2 separate regions of the Gossypium hirsutum genome follow, and region 1 is linked to region 2. Evidence: chromatin contacts called from public Hi-C data. All regions are on one chromosome and are shown on one strand. Each heading gives the region's core, a stretch centred on a gene start, on an enhancer-like site or on the middle of the called end of the contact. The rest is flanking DNA. Distances are from core to core; before and after follow the strand shown.

Region 1 (5,505 bases), core at 2,606-5,105, 120 kb before region 2:
TATTTAATATGGTTTTGTCATGCATAGCAACAATGCAATTTGCTTTCGTATTCTTTACTACAACTTCGTATTTTATCTCACTCGATATAAATAATTTGTTTTGAATAAATAACATTTCGTGTATTAGATTTGAGAGGATTGTACCCTAACTTATTGGGTCTCAATTTTTACAACAAATCTAAATACACAAACTTTTTCAACTCAAGTTTTTAATAATTTCGGGATTTAAAAGAAAATCGCATCCTAACTCACTGGTCGTGATCTCCCTTTTAAATCTGAGATTTTGAAGATATCTTTTAAGCAAGCATTTTTTTACGCATCGAGAATTCGAGACATTGTGTCCTAACTTACTGGATATGATGTTTTCTTTCTCGACTAACGTGAAATATGCCTATTTTCCTGAAAATTTTTAACATTTTAATATAAGGATCGTATTTTTAAATGTTTCTCCAAATTTTTAATTTTCGACAAATAAGACATTAGCTAATCAACTAGGTACCAATTTTGGGCGTATCGAGGGTGTTAATCCTTCCTCGTGCGTAACCGACTCCCGAACCTGTTTTCTTGAAGTTCGTGGACCAAACTTGTTGTTTTAATAAAATCAAACCGTTTATTAAAAAAAACAACCACTTTTCGAGGTGATCCAATCACACCTCATTAAAAAGGATTGGTGGCGACTCCTGTTTCTTTTTTTCAAAACCCAAGTCGACCCCGTTTTTCATCAAAAAAATGGTGTCAACAACCATTATTTGTTTCGATGAAACGAACAACATAAGTCACATATGTGAGAGTGAAATGGGGCCGCTTCAAGGAAACGATTGGGGCATAGTTTTTTAAAATCTTGTAAAACCAGGAGAATATTCATGGCCTTATGAACATACCCATGAGAACTAAAAATCTTGCCAGTGAGATATTTGCGTGAAGAATATCATTATTTACACAAAGGACAGAACAGTTCAAGGGCATCGCGTCTACTGGTCAGAATATATAATATATAATATCATATGTAGTATTAATATGTTAGTAACAATGATAATGCAATACAATGCAGTAGCAGTAACACAACAGAATACCTCGAACTGGACAGAGTTGAAAATTAGAAGAAGAATTTTGTTGAGACCTGTATGAACAGTTTCCTTAAGACAAATTCGACCTCTCCTTGGTGCTTTGAGTAACGTTGGACATCTTCTCCCATGATACAACAGCAAACGATCACAGTAGTAGCACAACAACAGCGATAATTGAACACAACCTTGCATTTCTTTATTACTAGGAGAAATGAGTTTAGAAGGATTTTTTTATGTTGATGGTTTTTTGATGACATGTTCTTGAAATCTCCTAACTTGGCTTTATATAGATTAGAGGAAATGAATGAAGAGATTTAGACCGTTTAGAAAGAGTTTTGTTGAAAAATTAATAGATATAAGTGAATGAAAAAAAATTGTAATATTAAACTAAGAGATATAATTGTTCAAAAGATACAATTGTATAAAAAAAATGTAATATTAAACCAAGAGATACAATTATATTAATTAAGCTAAACTTAAAATTTAATTGTTATATAACTCTAATATTATATTAATTAAGTGATAATTAATATACTTAGAGTTTTATTCAAATAATAATTCTATTTTATATCAATAAAATTAGCATAAAATTTTTAAAAAAATTAACAACTTTTTTTCCGTCAAATTTTAACTAATAATTTATAAATTATCATTTTTCTATATTTTATGCTTAGAGTTCTATCTAAATAATAACTTTATTTTAAAATTAGTACAACTTTTTTAATTAATAATTCTAAATTAAATTATAATTATTTTTAATTAATATATATTTATATTATCATAAACATTTTATAATAAGTAACATCCACCTTATAATTATTCAACCTTTATTTTTCCAAAGTTTTACTCAAAGCGGGTTGACAGTTAACAACAAACTTGATAACCGTATATACAATTTGCCAAAAGAAAAGGTAGATGATTCTTTTTATTAGCTTCATAAAATATAAATATAAATATATATTATTTAAAATTCAAAGACATGCTTAATCGAAGACTTTTATCAGACATATTACGTAATTATTGCATTAATTTCACATTGTGGCATCAATCAAAAGTCACCCTTTCACACCAATGGATTAATTAAATTAATGCTTTTTTTTCAAAATAATAATTAAATTAAAGTTTAAGGATACAAGACTTATCTATCTTTTTTAAAAGGTTTAAAGGTGTAAAAATTCTTCTTTCTTCTTCTTAAAAAATAATTAAGTCCTTCCCTTTTTTTTTTTTACTTAATTCAGTACTTTAACTTTCAAAATACATAAAAAAAGCCCTCAAATTTTTTCAAAAAAAACAATTAAACCCTACTTTTTTCACTTAATTGGGTACTTGAACTTTCAAAATGCATAAAAAAAGACTCTCAAAATTTTTTAAAAAGCAATTAAGCCCCTGTTCTTATTAAAAATTATAATAAATCATAAATTTTAGAAAAATTATTAATTTTTAATAAAAATATAAAAAATTTTAAAATTTATGAAAAATTAGAAATATTTTATAAAAATCGTAAAAATATAAAAAATTGTAAAACTTTATAAAAATTATAAAACAATTGATGACCCCAAGCTTTTTTCAATTAAAGTTATCAAGTGTCGCAATAGAGCGTGATATGTGGCAAAAAATGATAAAAAAATAAAAACTAATAAAAGTTATAGAAAAATTATAAAATGTTTCTTTTGGTACGATAATTTTTATAAATTTTTTTACGAAATTTTTATTTCTTTACCTTTTGTATAATTTTTTTACGACTTAATAAAATTTATTTCTATATATTTTATAATTTTTACAATTTTTATAAAATTTTACAATTTTTATATATATTTTTACCTTTTTTATATTTTTTTCTAATTCTTAATAATTTTTAATATTTGAAACTTTTTATTAAAATTTAATAATAATTATAGCTTTTCTTGATTTTAATTTTTTATAATTTTTTTCCTAATTGTTAACAAAAGCATGGGCTTGGTTGTTGTTTTTTTTTTTTAATTGAAAGTTTTTTTGATGCATTTTGAAATTTCAACTACCCAATTGAGTGCAAAAATGAAGTAGGGGCTTAATTATTTTTTTGAAAAGGTTTGAGAGCTTTTTTGATACATTTTGAAAGCTCGAGTATTCAAATAAGTGCAAAAAAAAAAAAGAGCTTAAATACTTTTTTTTAAAAATTTGAGGGCATTTTTACACCTTTAAACCTTTCTAAAAAAATTTAATATAATTTTTTATCTCTAAATTTGATAATTAAATTTATTTAGTACATATACTTTTTTTATCTATTTTAGTAATTAAATTTAATAATTAAATCTATTTTAATCACTAAACTTGGATTTAAAAAAATTGATAATGACTCTTTGAATTATGTCACCTTATTACCTAAAATTTTTTAAAAAAAATTCCTGATAATGATAAAAATACAGATAGCAAAGCCTACTTTTCCAAAGCATTTCTCAAAAGTACTTCTCAAAAGCACTTTTCCACAACACTTTTCAAAAGTATTTTTCAAAAGCCACGAAGAACTGGTCCTTAGATGTCAAATTTAGGACAGAAAATTACATTAATTTTTAAAATAAATAAATAAATAAATGTATTATTCATCTTATATGTGATATCAATAAATAATTCAAAATATTTTAAAAAATAAAATTTCATAAAAAATAATTCTATAAATAAATTATGATGTATTTTTTTATGCTGATATAATGGTTTGTTTTTGGGTTGGTGGTTGTTGTCTCCATGGGGGGACCTGTGGGTGGTGAAGGGTGGCTCAATTTGGGGGGTTGGAACCGATGTAGGAGTTGACAATAGTGAGGTCCTATTTTAGGGGTTGGAACCATGTGAATGTTAATTAATTTGAAGGCTTCACCTCTAATACTAGCTTAAAATCTTTCACGAAAGCTCATAATATACTGTTTAATACATATATGTGGATCAGATTATTTAGCACACCCAGTATATCACATTAAGTTATCTGGTTTAATTCGAGTAGAGTGTAAATTTTATTGTTTGATTGATAAAATGTAAAATTATCTAAAAATATATTTTATAAAAATTATTCTAATAGAATTTGTTTTTTTTTATTACATAAAGGTTGAAGTTATAATATTTCCTTTTACTGATAAATGAAAGCATTTTTCGATTAAATTAAGGAATAATATTTGATACATAAGTCATGTGCATAATTAATGAATAATAACAAAAAATATGGAAGACTATTAAATAATTCTAATAAATTTATTTAAATATAATTAAAATAATAATTGTAAATATCATAAATAAATATTAATAACTCTTGGATCTAGGATATTGAGTTTAAGTGTTTAGGATCTAGGGTCTTAGGTTTTGGGTTTTAATATTTATTAATAATTTATTATCAGTATTTATTTTTAAATCCTCTACATTTTTTTATTTAATAAGAAAGGGTGGTACATAGAATTAATATTCTAGCAATGTATCAAATGTTGTCTCTTAAATTAATTTTAGATCTCATTTCTCAAATAAACAAACTTTTAATTAGAGAAGCATTAAGCAATTAGTACTTCTCTTTTGAATAAAGTGATAGAAAAAAGAAAGAAGAAAAATATAATTTATTTTTTTATTAAACATGTTATTTATTATGATTGAAGGTAAATTTGATCAAAATGATAAATAAAAAAATAAAAATAAAAAGAGACAAAATTGTTATAAAGTGACATTTCGAGCGGAATTACATGATAAAATGTCATATAATAGACAAATATATATATAGTTGAAATGTTACTTGAAGAATAAATTAAAGGACTATAGAGTTTGATACATTAGTTTTATTATTATTATTATTTCATTTTGATTTAAGTAATAGGGTAAAATTGTCAAAAATATTATATTGTTAAGGGAATGTAAGATTACTTACAGAAGAGATGGTATTGAAATTACCTTATATATTTTGACATTATCGACTTAAAGTAATTTTTGAAACCTAAAACCTTTAGACATGTTGCATTTTTTGCATCCTAATAAAATTATTTCATATTTAAATTATGTGACACACTATCAAGTATCTTATATTATTATTTTTGTTTAATGAAAGATTTTAGTTTTTATCATATCTATTTTTTTATATAATGTTTCGAATTACTTATAATTCCTTCTCAATTCTTAAATAGGAGGATAATACGTTTTAGCATATTCAAGCCCATATCCTCCTATATTGGCAACAATATCGAGCTAAAGACTCAATCAGTTGAAAAGATAAAATTTTTAAACTTTATCTACAAGAATGATTTTGTGATTTTATATGACCAAATTCTAATGGTGAACAAAATTTTTTACAAATTTAACCAAAGCTTTCGTCCAATGTTTTCAGAATTGAATCGTGAATTTCTAGTTTAACTGGTTTAAAAATTAGAAATTTACGGATTTTTATAAGTTAAAGTAGTTTTGGGCGAACAAGTCACATCAAAACTGATTTAAT
Region 2 (5,345 bases), core at 2,367-4,866:
CTTAATTTCTGGTGATGAATCTATCTTTTGGAAATATGGCATGTATTAGGTCTTGTTTTAGTCACTTAAATATATTTTATGTTTTGGATGTAAGGTAATTTGTAATTTTTAAGAAGTATTTGAAACGAATAAATGAATGTTATTTGATCAAGATTTATAAGTCAATGTTTTGGGCATGAATTAGGTGTGTTTAATATGTGAAAATAGCTTTAAAATGGTGAAAAATCAGATTTTCACAAGGCTAAGTCACATGGGCATGTGCCCAAGCAGTGTGGCAAAGTCAGAATTGCCCACAGGTTAGTCCCATGACCGTGTGAGCAAGTCAGATTTGCCGGCATGGGAGCCCCACGGGCAGGCCACACGGGCATGTCCCAGGCCACACGAGCGTGTGCCCCTATTCTCAAGGAAAAGTTTCCAAAGTTTCTGGTCTAGTCCCAAATCACTTCCTAAGCTTATTTTGGGCCTCGTAAGTCCATATTAGGGACTTAAAGATGGAATTTGATAAATTTTAAATTGAAATATAGATTTATGACTCGGTTTTGTTCGTTTATTAGTGTTTAATTTTGGTAATGCCTCGTAACCCTATTCTGGCGACGGGTTGGCGTTAAGGGGTGTTACATCGTACTCACCACAATTTCATCCACTACTCTAGAAAAGAAAATATTGGTCTTTCTCGCATTAATTCTATGCCCAGACAAAGCACAAAAATTATCCAGGATAGTTTTTAAACACCACCATGCCTTGAGTCAGCTTTACTAAAGATAACCAAATCGTCTGCAAAAAATAAATGCAAGATAGCATGCTCATTCCTAGATAGCCAAATAGGGCTCCATTTACCTTTCGCAATAGTAGATTGGATTAAGTGCCCGAGCCATTCCATGCAAAGTAAAAAAAGATAAGAGGAAAGATGACAGCCTTGCCTAATTCCCCTAACAGGTTTGAATTTAGGAAGCGGAGCTCCATTCCACATAACCTGCAAAGTAGAATTAGAGATAGATGATATAATAATGTTATTAAGATAGTTAGGGATACCTGCTGCTCTAAGGGAAGTTGCAATGAAATCCCAACTAACTCTGTCATAAGCCTTCTCCAAGTCTATTTTAATAGCCATCCATTTCCTTTTCTTCTGACTCCTCATAATATAAATCACTTCTTGAGCTAAGATGATATTTTCATTAATGTTTCATCCTGCAATAAAACCAGCTTGCTCCTGTATAATAATTTTAGGAAATATGTGTTTAAACCGATTTGCAATAACCTTCATAGTCAACTCGTAAAGAACAGAACATAGGCTTATAGGTCAAAATTGACCAAAATTATCTGGATTCTGAACCTTCGGAATGAGAACGATCAAAGTATTATTCAAATTAGGATCAAAAGAATTTCTGTTGAAAACCTTTTGTACCCAGCCGCAAACTTCTCCCCTTATAATGCCCCATTGATTCTAGAAAAAAAGGGCGTGAAAACCATTACTGCCTGGGGCCTTCAAAGGTGCCATATCAAACATAGCCTCATTGATCTCTTCATTTGTCACCAGTCTTTCCAAGAAGCCAATATCCACTGGATCAAGCTGGGGGAAACCACAATGAGACAAGCTTCCCATAGGATCAGGAATTTCTCTATACAGTCTTTGAAAAAACTTATTTGCCTCATCTTCTATATCCTCAAGATCATAAATCCAATTACCATCAGAATTGCGAATGGCAGTAATGCGGTTATTTTTTTTCCTTAGCAGAGTACGAGTATGGAAAAACTTTGTATTTCAGTCTCCAAATTTTAGCCAATCGCATCTTGCTTTTTGCTTCTAAAGAAGTTCTTCATGATGTAGAATAGTTTCGAGTTTTTGTCTAATGACCAAATCCACCTTATTCAAATGAGGAGAACCGGAGAAATCTCCAGTCTTCTAGATGCTGGCAATTCTTTTAAGAAGGCCTCTCTTGAGAGTGGTAATGTTACCATAAACTTGTTTATTCCAATTCTTAAGATCAATAGTGAACTTACCAAGGGTATCAGACATATTCCCTGAGTATTCCCACTTCTCTTTAAGAAAATCATCAAACACTGGGTGCTCAGTCCAACCAGCTAAAAATCTAAAAGTCTTTCCTTTGGGAAGTATATTACTCGAATTCAGGGACAAGAGGGGGGTCAGTGATCTGACTTAATCTTTGGAAGGTGTGTAACCACGCCATTAGGAAAATTACAAAGCCAGGCTTCATTTGCTAGAGCACGATCTAGCCTCTCAAAACAAAGAACCCCTATGCCAAGTGAAAGGCGGCCCCTTAAAACCTAAGTCGTAAAGCTCCGCAGAATCAACAAAATCACCAAAATGTGGACATCTCTTGCCCCTAGTGAGCCCCCCAGATTTTTTCGAAGAGGAGAGAATTGCGTTGAAATCTCTAATGGAGGTCTAGAGGCTCTGGTCAAGTGGAATAGATTTCATTAATTCACTCTAAAGATTTTGACATCTTTGTCTATTAGAACACCCATAAACAAAGGCGAAGAAAATAGGATGAGACAAGGATGAAGGCCAAACCCGAGACATAATAAAATACGGATGGCTACGAATCACATCATGACGAACAGAGTCTCTCCATCCTAGCTAAATGCCCCCTGAATATCCAATTGCTTCTACTCGATGTGAATACTGGAAACCCAACTTAGCAATAATATTGTCAGCATTAGACCCACTGACTCTCGGTTCAAATAGATTAATAATATCCGGTTTGTACTCGATATTATATTCCCAAAAAAATTTGGGAAATTTCACACTTGCATATCCCTGACAATTCCACGACAAGATAGTGATATTCATTAATAAAAATTAAAAAGTTGGGATAACATACCTAACTGTTCAGACTGATATTGTTATCCGTCTTTGATCCAGCACCATCAACCTCAGCATTTGAGCACTCATTGAGGATTTGAGGGGATAAAAGTTCAGCCACTGTTTCCATAGATTTAGCTAAAGGAACACGCGTGGTTCCCGAGGATTTAAAACGGTTCCCTCGACCTTGTAGAGCGATATAAGCTCTCTTAGAACTTCGGCTACCCCTGTCTTTACCCCCACCTCTTCGATCTTTGGAACCATTAGATTCCGATTGCAAGTTAAAATTGGGGATTCCACAGATTTCGAGGTTAAATTATCCTGTATAGATAAATAAAAATTTTTATTAAAACTAAAAGCAGAGTGCTTACCTGGATCAAGGGTATTATCAGATATAGGGACGATAAAAACCTCGGATTCGTCAAAAATCGGATTATAATAAGCTTTAATATTTTCTAAATCCTCAGCTTCATTGTTTTCTTGTACGTTAGAAACCAAATTGCCTTGAGAAATTGCGCATTCCAAATAAATGTTTTTTGGTATATCCACCTTTTTTGTTCCTGCGCCATTAGAAATAACCAAATTAGAATTAGAAAAATTTCCAAAAGCCTTCCTGTTATTTTCCCATAATCCGCTTACTCCCATTGGCCTTTTTCCTAGGCTCTTGTAATTTTGGCCCAAATTTTTCTACCCATTTTTGCTCGTTATTTCCTTCCCGATGGGCCTCTTAGAAAAACCCAAATCCATCAAGTCTCTTTGACCTGGCTCACTAGCCGATTAATCCACTTCAATAAAATCCCTAAAATCCCTACTCCTTGCCTTGTCTGCCATCTTATCCCCTAGATCATTCCCAAAAATCCTCTCTGCAGACTGTCCCGATTTCACTCCCAAATTTTCATCCTCTAACAGCACCGAAATCTGGAACCAATAGCGACTTTATTCTGATTCGCCGGAGCCTCCGTTTTGTTTCCCCACTTTTCTTGCCGAGAAGACCTCATTTCCACCAGCATCCATGGCCCGAAATTCGGGTTGGTGACTGATACAGGTTTTTCCTCGTTCAAGCACCCCGCCAGAAAAGATCCCTCCATGGCTGTTGACTACTCGGGAGAATTATTTGCCGAGTTCGCCAAATTCGCAAATTTCTGGTTCGCCATAGCCGAAGTACACAAATCTTTAACATGTCCGTATTTGCCACACACAAAACACACAGTCGGAAGGGCCTCATATTTGACTCGTTGAGTAACTCTGTCAACATATATTTGTAAAATCAGTGGCCTATCTAGATTGATATAACCGGCTAATCTTGCAAAACGGCCTCTGGTCTGATTTTCAGTTTGTAAATCCAGTTTAACCACCTTTCCAATAAGGCCCCCGATAGCCTCAATGATTTTCCGTTTATACAAATGGCTCGGGAGATTCGACAATCGAATCCATGTTAGCACCATACTCGGGTAAGGTTGCATTGGATTGAAATGCTTAGACCAAGGTTGTACGGTCAGGTACTAGCCATAAACTGTCCACGGACCCTGTGAAAGAGCTTTGTTGTAATATCTAAGATCCTGAAATTTCACAAAAAAATATCCGTTAGCGATATCCATTAACCGAATAGAATTCACAGGCTTCCAAAGAAAAAAGAATGCAATTATAAATGGTGTTATAGCCAATGTTTCGCCCTAGGAGTTTAACGATGACTGTCAACTCCATTTCTTTGAAAATGATTTCCTTGACCCGATCCGAAAACTCAATCGCAGGAATCCCATCAATGATTGATGTATTAACGTCTCCTTCAAGTAACTCGAATTCATTTTCATTCACGGTAGAAGGCACTGCCCGAACTGAGTTAGTGACATCATCTTGTTTCCCTAGTAATTTGTCTTTCCACTACACGATCTATTGTGGCACGGGATCCACAGGCATAGAATTTTCATCGTCAACAACAGACTCTTTAAATCTCACTTTTTGGGTGTTACGATCACCGTTGGAGTGAGTGTCACCCTCCCCAACATTGCCGGAAATTTGCGAAGTTGAGAGCATTTTAATTTTCAATGTTCTTTGTTATGCTCTTTTAAGTTTTGAAAATTTAATTTTTTAAGAATGACTAACTTGCTCATTATTGAAATTGAGATGGACTGAAAAAGTAGTTTTTACCATTCGAATCCCATCCTTGACAATTACATTGACCTATTCTTAAGCAAATGCTAAATTCATCAGTGCCAAATCAAAATTTTCTACTTTTAATTTTGTGTTAAATCCTCATAACATCTTCGTAACCTTTCCCAAACATAAAACATTAGAGCTAAAAAGAATTTTTCGTCGACCAATAAGAATCAAGCACTCAACGATCACGATCCGTGTCTTCCCTCTATAATCTAATCCCAACCGTCCTTCTCCTCTCAGAAAACACAACTTGTGGCAGTTTTTACCGTCAGATTTCATACAAAAGAAACACACGGATAGTAAATACTAACCGTTAGATCAACTTCATTAACAACCCCCGCAACCTTCTACAAATAGCTCTTAA

Evidence for each region. Hi-C and Micro-C count contacts between places; a contact is called where the count stands out from the background.
Region 1: a contact with region 2 is called in a Hi-C map of leaf, with 2.4 times the contacts expected there. The contact joins the enhancer-like site here to the promoter of LOC107951734 in region 2. A contact is called at or near these places in 10 of 34 Hi-C or Micro-C datasets (callus, hypocotyl and leaf).

The regions. Positions count from the first base shown.
Region 1 is chrA02:97,843,426-97,848,930 of Gossypium_hirsutum_v2.1, reverse strand. No RefSeq gene overlaps it. Among protein-coding and RNA genes, the nearest start is that of LOC107951736, 43 kb to the left of the region's middle. Within about 2 kb of position 3,855, at least 1 of the 9 cell types and tissues checked has an H3K27ac peak or open chromatin away from gene starts, as enhancers often do. A contact at or near this core is called in leaf, where this site is marked.
Region 2 is chrA02:97,725,715-97,731,059 of Gossypium_hirsutum_v2.1, reverse strand. LOC107951734 (histone H3.3) reads left to right here and starts at 3,616. Exons shown (of 5, transcript XM_016886874.2): 1 at 3,616-5,345.